Regions from separate parts of the Mus musculus genome. Here region 1 is linked to region 2. A link is a contact called in public HiChIP or PLAC-seq data. All regions are on one chromosome and are shown on one strand. Each heading gives the region's core, a stretch centred on a gene start, on an enhancer-like site or on the middle of the called end of the contact. The rest is flanking DNA. Distances are from core to core; before and after follow the strand shown. Region 1 overlaps Ttc7b (tetratricopeptide repeat domain 7B). Region 2 has its middle 21 kb from the start of Gm40557.

Evidence for each region. HiChIP or PLAC-seq counts read pairs in DNA pulled down with a chosen protein or histone mark.
Region 1: an H3K27ac HiChIP or PLAC-seq map of extraembryonic endoderm stem cells shows a contact between it and region 2. The contact joins two enhancer-like sites. A contact is called at or near these places in 1 of 39 promoter capture datasets (neural stem cells), 1 of 15 datasets of contacts at CTCF or cohesin (pro-B cells), 10 of 484 Hi-C or Micro-C datasets (the C10 cell line, the HPC-7 cell line, Th1 cells and 7 more), 4 of 115 datasets of contacts at active chromatin or transcription factors (embryonic basal ganglia, embryonic stem cells, extraembryonic endoderm stem cells and 1 more) and 1 of 9 other capture datasets (liver).

The regions. Positions count from the first base shown.
Region 1 is chr12:100,479,261-100,483,263 of GRCm38.p6, forward strand. The region is part of intron 3 of Ttc7b (tetratricopeptide repeat domain 7B); the gene reads right to left. Gm36375 (elastin-like) reads right to left here. Exons shown (of 2, transcript XM_006516439.4): 2 at 1-4,003. Among named protein-coding and RNA genes, the nearest start is that of Gm36375, 14 kb to the right of the region's middle. Within about 2 kb of position 1,526, at least 78 of the 459 cell types and tissues checked have an H3K27ac peak or open chromatin away from gene starts, as enhancers often do. A contact at or near this core is called in cerebral cortex, cortical neurons, extraembryonic endoderm stem cells and 1 more, where this site is marked.
Region 2 is chr12:100,219,346-100,223,157 of GRCm38.p6, forward strand. No RefSeq gene overlaps it. Among named protein-coding and RNA genes, the nearest start is that of Gm40557, 21 kb to the right of the region's middle. Within about 2 kb of position 2,281, at least 59 of the 459 cell types and tissues checked have an H3K27ac peak or open chromatin away from gene starts, as enhancers often do. A contact at or near this core is called in cerebral cortex, cortical neurons, extraembryonic endoderm stem cells and 1 more, where this site is marked.

The sequences.
Region 1 (4,003 bases), core at 276-2,775, 260 kb after region 2:
GCTTAAGACAAGATTCTGTTGCTTCAAAGAACCCGTCAGGAAACCCTGGCGCTTTCACATGGGCTTCCTTACTACCACGGACCTTCACCCAGGAGGATACAGGGCACGATCCCCGCTAACGATCTCATGTTTTCTTTCCCTTTTCAAAGGTCCCTGTGTAAACTCAGTCTCTGCTAAAGCTGTCCCAGGCATTCATGACAGGCTGATAAGCCTGGGTGTGACCCAGCTGAACAACTACAGGCTATGGAGCTTCCTCCTAGAGAGTGCAGGGCATTCCTGGACCCTCCTCACTATAGTTCCAGTTTAACAGAGAAGCCCAGGCAGCTCAATTTTCTCCATGCATCTCTGAACTCCCGTTTAATAACCCAGTGACCTCAGTCTCCGAAACTGCAAATGCCAGCTCGGCCTATAGGGACGCTAAGTCAGCCTGCCTTGGAGCAGGGTAGGAACTATAAGGTATTAAGACACAAATGGCAAGCAGATAATTTTTTTTTCAGGTTGATTGGTTTTACTGCTGGGTCTGAAAATATGTTATTGATCACAATTTAAAGAACTAGGCATGTCTTTAAAGTCCAGAGTCAAAAACTATTATTGTCTTATAAGCTATTGGACATGTTTAAAACTCTTTTTTTTTCTTTTTTTTTAAATTAGGTATTTTCTTCATTTACATTTCAAATGCTATCCCAAAAGTCCCCCATGCCCCCCCCCCACTCCCCTACCCACCCACTCCCACTTCTTGGCCCTGGTGTTCCCCTGTACTGAGGCATGTAAATTTAAGTAAGGTATGTGATGCACCTGGAAAGGAGCAATTGCGCATGCGCTACAGTGGTTCCTGTCTGAGTCTTGATGAGGCTCCTGCGACCCCTGGTGGCAGTTGCCCACCTACTGCAGAACGACCTCTGACCCCTGCAAAAAGTTGTGATCCTGACAGATGTGGCCCTAAGCCACAGCTTTTGGTTTATCATCTTGCTATATAATTCTGGGTTCTGGATTTTTAAAACCTGTCCGGAACTCCAAAGTGTCCCAGATATCCTTAAACAAAAAAGTCTGAGGGCTGCCTGCACTGTTTAGTAAAGGCTGTCTGTCCACAACCTCCTGCAGAGTCTACACTGGTTCTAAGAGCTGCTGTTCAAAGGACCTCAACACAACCAGGATCAACCTCTGTCACTAAGGGTGTGCAGTCTCACGGTGACACAACCGTGAAGAGGTGGAGTGATGAATCTTCCCACCAGCTCTCTTAAATGGGGCCTGTAGCCATGCTTGTCTTTAGGGTAGCAAGGATCAAGGGGAATAGGGCCAAGTGGTTAGGACATGTTTAGGACACCTTGCAAGATGCAATCACCACCAATAATTTAGTACTACATCCCAGAACCCAGCATTCAGTAGTCCCTACATACCCTGAGGCCTCTCTGCACAGAAGCTGCCACCTCTCATGGGCACTGGGCAAGGCACAGGGCAGGGACATGCAGCCAAAGTGGGGCTTCCTGTTTCTCCTGCTCTGCGCTCTCCCCAGCCCGCTGTGAACAGCTACACCCTACGCCACACTGCAACACCTCGCTGTCCACAGAACAGTCTGTGCCCTGCTCCCGCCCCCAAGAGAGCTCTGAGCTTTCCAAATATGGGTGTGTGTGTTTTCTTCTTCATTTCCAACACATCATGAATATCTGGGGGAAGAAAATGAGCACTAGACATGGTTTGGCAGCCACAGAAGACTAGGAGGGGTTGTGACCAAGCAAGGCTTGCACCTGGGATCCAATTAGTCAAAACACAAGAGCCAGGCCGGGTGATAGCCCAAATCAGACTTGGTGCAAGTCCGGGCCCCTAGGAGATTCTAGGAGGAACCCGACTGCCACAGTGCAAGAGCTAACTGCATTACAAAGGCTCTTTAGCCAGACAGATGGGAGGCAGTCCACAGACCTGGAGGTGAGGGTCAGCAGGAAAGGAGCCACAGACAAGATTATGTGCTTCAAAGCATGCTGGACCACATCTATATTCATCTAAATAGACAGGATTTCAGACACGCTGAAATTCCCTCACTTCCGACTTAACAACCAGTGTCTATCCGAGTAGAGTTCATGACCAGTTGTGTACCCGGCATGCCAGGGCAAAGCTAACAAACGGTCTCGTGCGGGTAGGGTAGCCTGTGAGGCAGCTCCACCCCTCCTCTGTACACAGAAGCAAGGCAAGCAGCGTGGACATGGCACAGCTTCACTGCCCAGCCTAGACCATGTGCCCGTGTAATTGCTAATCCCATGAATTAATTAATTAATGATACAGTTATGGAAAGGCAAGTGGCAGAAGGGAAACGATTAAACCAAAGCAGAGTGCCAACCTAGACTGTGTGGAACCAGCGGGAGGAGGGTGGGGTCTGCATGCAACAAACAGTGTCAATGAGGGTGAAAGTCCCATGTCACTCAGACCCCTCTCTCCTGAGACCAGAGCTAAGGGACAAGAGAACAGCAACGAGCTAGAAGAAGACAGAGCCAGTTAGGGAGTGGGCCTGGAGGAGGTGGGGCAGGTGAGTGGGCAGCAGGCGGCCTGGAGAAGGGGTGGGTGGGTAGAACACAGCAGGATATGAGGCCAGCCTGGCCATCTGGGAGCCGGCCACAACTCTGGAAGGAAAAAAAAGTGTGCCTACATTCAGCAGAAAACTCACTGGGAACCCAAGCTCTGAGCACAGGGACACTTGTACTCTACTGTGGACTTTTAATTTCAGCTTGACTTGAGCTGACACTCAGGTCTCTGTCTAGCTGCTGCCTTCATCGTACGTGAACATCACCTGCCGCAATAGGAAGCACACAGAGGGGAAGTCACATGTTACTCAGACCCCTCTCTCCTGAGACCAGAGCTCCACTGAGTACCCTACCTCCAGATAACCCTGTCACCACTGGGAGCATCAAATCAGTCCTTGCTCTCCTCCTGCACTGTGGCTCTCCACAGTGAGCTCCAGTCACCCCACCTTATATACCAAGAAGCCTTTAATTCTGACCAATAAGCCAGGACCCTAGAGATCCTTTTAGGCTGAGCAGACTCCCGGGTGATCAGAACTCCTCACTTCAGCTCCAGTCCCATAGGTTCCTTAAGGTCCAGGGAAGCCTCCTCCCGAGGCTGAGGCTCAGCTGCTTTGGGCGTTCCTGTCTAATGGGCTGGAACTACCTTCACGCTTCCCACACACACTTGTCTCGCTAGCCCCTTACACACAGCTTGTCCCCACTGCCTGCCACTTCCCTTTCAAACACCTCCCGGTTCTGACGTGTCTGCCCTGGCCTTGGTGCAGCCCTCTACTTGGAATCTAGGCCTTGGCTGTACCACTGGTATCAGGTGGGACCAATGAGAACAGAGGAAGCATGCTAGTTTTTGAAATGAAAGGGATGTGATGCTTGGAACTGTCTGCATAAGAGATGAAAGATGAAAAAGAAAAGCAACATGGCTACCCACCCACCCCGGAATCTGGCACCAGCAGGAAGCTGCTGCCATCCCAAAAGCTGGAAAGGCCAGAGAGAGGAGGTGGAGTTGAAAGGGCCCGGAAGCTGGGGTCGTTGTGTGGGAGTTAAACAGAGAGGGACACTTCATTTGTCAGGAGCTGGACATACTGTGACTTTTCTCTCATCCTACCCGATGTCTTCCAGCAGTGCCTTCTGGTGGCCAAAGCCGCAAGGCAGCTGACTGACCCTGGGAAAGTGCAGCCTGCAGAAGAGAGCCTCTGAGAGGTAGGACACAGAGGAAGGAGGAGCCCAGGGGTCGCTCACAGCCTCCCACAAGCCTCCTTCCCTGCAGTCTTTAATCCCTTCCTATCCAGTCTTGTTTAATTCCTTCCTAGCTTCTCTTTGCCCTGCGCAGAAAGATCATTCTTACTTATCCATTCATTCAAGCCTAGCCTCATCCTTAAAACTTGCCAATAGGTGGCAGCTTCCTGGCAAGAGAAGATGCAGAATTTGTTCACTAGACTGACACTGTCAATCAACTGCATGCACAGTAAGGGCTGTCAATCAATCAACTGCAT
Region 2 (3,812 bases), core at 1,031-3,530:
TCCCAATCCCAAGCCAAGAGTCAGTTAACAGTCTTTGTAATGCCTCAAGCAGCAATTTTAAAAAATTTTAAAATGGAACCTCTTCACACAATCCAATCAAAAGCTATCCAAGTGTGCTGTGTGCTGAGGAATGGTTGTAGGAAAATAGTGTCTGTCCTTGTTTTTCATAATTAAGTCATTATGTTTCTATAAGAGCAGAAAATTTTGTGTGTGCAGTAAAAACAAACAAACAAACAAAAACAAAAAACAAAAAACCCACTGCAATCCATAATATGCAAGAATCAGGAACCTAAACTGAGGCAGTTTGGGAGGTGTTGGTTTAGTGTTGCATGGCGTGATGGCACATACAATGTAAACTGCACATGTGGTATGTTCAGAGCTAAGGCTGCAATGGAATCCTGCAACACACCCAGAGAGAGCCCTGCCAGGAGCACCCCAGATTTGTTGTACGAAAATATGAAATATCTATTTATTTTTACGCAATGAGCCATCTCAATATCCCTCATCAAACTTTTGACTTTGAATTAATTTTAGGTGGTTGTGTGTTTACAAACCTTTTGTTGCTGTTGTTGCTGTTGAGATTTTTTTGTGTGTGTGTGACTCCCACATTCTGTTACAGTGTAAGTAGCTGCATTCTAGACTAACTCAGACGTCTAGCTAGACCAGGCAAGAATTCCTTACCCGCAAAGTCATGAGATAAACGAGTCGTGATTGTTCTAAGCTACTAAACATACAGGTTCATCCTGTTTTGAAGTGATAGATGAAGCTACCAGAACCAAAGACATTCTCCCATTGTTTTGGCTGTATTTATACAGGGCTCAGACACAGTAGAATGTGTAACTAAGGGGCTGGAGGGATGACTCAGCAGTTAGGAGCACTTACTGCTCTTGCAGAGGACCTACACAGCAGCACACACTCATTTGTAACTCCAGTTCCAAGATGTCTGATGCTCTTTCACCTCTTCTGGCCTCTATGGGCAACAGGCACCATGCAAATACACACAGACAGGCACACAGACACACAGACAGACACTAATTCCCAGGAAATAAAAATAAACGAATCTTTAAAGAATGTGTGACTTGCAGGGTGTTAGTGGCAGCAGCACACAGACTTTAATCCCAACACTTGGGAGGCAGAGGCAAGAGGATCTCTGTGAGTTAGAGGAGTTCCAGGGCATGTATGACTCAGTGGCATTTAGTATCACATGCTGAGCAGTCACTATCTCTGTCAAGTTCCAAACATTGTCATCAGTCAGAAGAAAACCTTGTGCTCATCAGAAGTTGGTCCCTAACGCCTCCTCTTGTGGACACCGTGATTTGCCCTTTGCTGCGGATTTACCTATTAAGAACATTTTATTGCCATAAAAGATCACAGTCTGGGCTTCTGCTGTGTGGCTTCCTTCATCCAGCAAGGGTTTTTCAGTGCTGTGCATTACAGGCAAAAGAAGCATACCAGCTTGAACGGTGAGGTTCCCCACAAGATGGCTATGTTGAGGGGCTCCCAGCAGATACACAAGGCTTGTGTCAGAGTGAGGACCCCAGTGTCTGGACTCTGGATTGACCCCCCCCCCAAAAAAACCCCAAAGAAATAGGTACAGGAACCTTACTGTACCAGACGGTGTTTTTTTCTCCCTTGGTGTATGCATTGTTCCCATGGATCCCTGCTAAAGCTCATGCGTCACTGACCACGGAGTAAGGGAGCCCTCCAGGTGGAAGCAATGCACATGCCCACTGATGATACAAAGATGAAGGAAACAAGTCCATCTTTCAATGGATCATCATTTAGTCCTGAAGAGACACAATGTTACTTTTTGGGGGGTGGGGGTTGTTTTGTTTGTTTGTTTGTTTTCGAGACAGGGTTTCTCTGTGTATCCCTGGCTGTCCTGGAACTCACTTTGTAGACCAGGCTGGCCTCGAACTCAGAAGTCCACCTGCCTCTGCCTCCCAAGTGCTGGGATTAAAGACGCCAGCACACCTGGCAAGAAACAATGTTACTTAATAAGAGGCACAACCTTGAAAACATTATGCTGAGTGAAGAAAGCCACGTGCACGCATACACACACACACACACACACACACACACACACACACACACACACACACACACACACACACTGCATGGTAGATTCTATCGCTGTGAACACTGCATGGTAGATTCTATCGCTGTGAAAGATTCTTGGTAGGTAAATCCAGAGCGATCCCCAAAGGCAGTTTCCAGGAGGAGCTGTCCAACAAGGCTCTCTGGTGGTCCAAGCAGTGGGGCCTCGAGCATCCAAGACAGGCATGGCAGAAAGCAGTAGACTGTAGGTGGGAGCAGCCTGTTCTCCACTCCTGCCCTGACACCTCCTGCAGTACTCAGCTAGTTCTCTTCAGCTTCCAGCACACATCCTGCCATCCTGCAGCGCCACTGAAAGCGTCCACAGGCAGATGTGGGAAGAAAGAGGACTGGGACCAATGAGGGGCTTGTTCAGTCTCTAACGTATGTCCCCTTGGGGTCAGAGTCCCAAAAAGCAGTTTCAGATGAGGCTTGTTCCCTCTCCAAGCCTGGACCTTGGAACTCTGATCCAAACATACTCAGGAAGCTAGGACGGCTGCCGAGGTGTCTCCAGAAAACTGAAGAGAGCAAAGAAGACTTGCCAGTTTCCATGGAAACCATCCAAAATTTAAAAGACTAGGAGTTTAATCTCTCTCACACACACCCCTGCCTCTCTCCTCCCTCCCCACCCTCCCCTCTCTCCCCCACTCCACACTCACACACAAATCCCATTGTGCTGCATTATTCTGATGAGACCTTGGCGGGGCTGCCGAGAGGAGTCAGGATTTGGGGCTTTCTGTAGAACACGGAGCCCTAGAATTCATTTTATGGGTTTAAACTAAAGCATGAAGAAACATTTGGAATGCAAAATACCTAAATCCTCTATGCCGCGGAAGATCAAAAAATAAATAAATAAAAGAGGTGAAAGCTTTTTGCTAGATTAAAAGGAAAGAAGATGTGGGGGTGGGGTGAGGAAGGTTGGGAGCCTGTCTCTGGAGCTCAGCTGTCATTCCAGCCCACCCTGTCCAGTGTCTCCTTCTCTGAGGCTGCTGCAGATGACAGGACTGGACCTATTTTATTGCTTAGGTAGGAGACCCAATCAGAGCAAGGGACTAGTCATAAGATGTTCGTTGGGCTTCCGCGAGGGATAGCCTCTGCTGCTGTGGTCTGAAGTTTCTACATGAACAGCATTACCCAACTGGGAACTGGGTGGGGGTAGGGGGTGGGACTGGGAGCATCAAACTGCACATGAACCAAACACAGATTCTCTTGTCGTTACTCCCTAAACAATCCTAACAGCCACTTAGAAAGTATTTATATTGCATTAAAGCATCTAGAGATGGCTCAAAGCACATGCATGTTGTGTGACTAACCACTTTCCATAGGAGCGTTGAGTACTGGGGTTTAAGCATCTGCCTGAACACGCTCGTGCGCGCGCGCGTGTGTGTGTGTGTGTGTGTGTGTGTGTGTGTGTGGTTATCCTGGAACCAGACTCTTGGAAACTGACTTGTGCTGTGAGCCTATACCTGCACTATTTGTTTTTTTTAAACCTTCCGAGCCCTTCCCTCTTTCCCAGACATCTTATCTCATATATTTGCCCTAACTGCCCAGGTCTTGCTGCCCCTCACCTCATCAGTGGTCCATGTATTCCACTGATCAGCCTCTGGCTTTATTCAGTAACTTCATTTTTTTTTATTTTTTATTTTTTTTAAGATAGAGTCTCACTATGTGTATCTCTGAATGGCTGGAACTCACTAATCCAGCTGGCACTGAGCTTA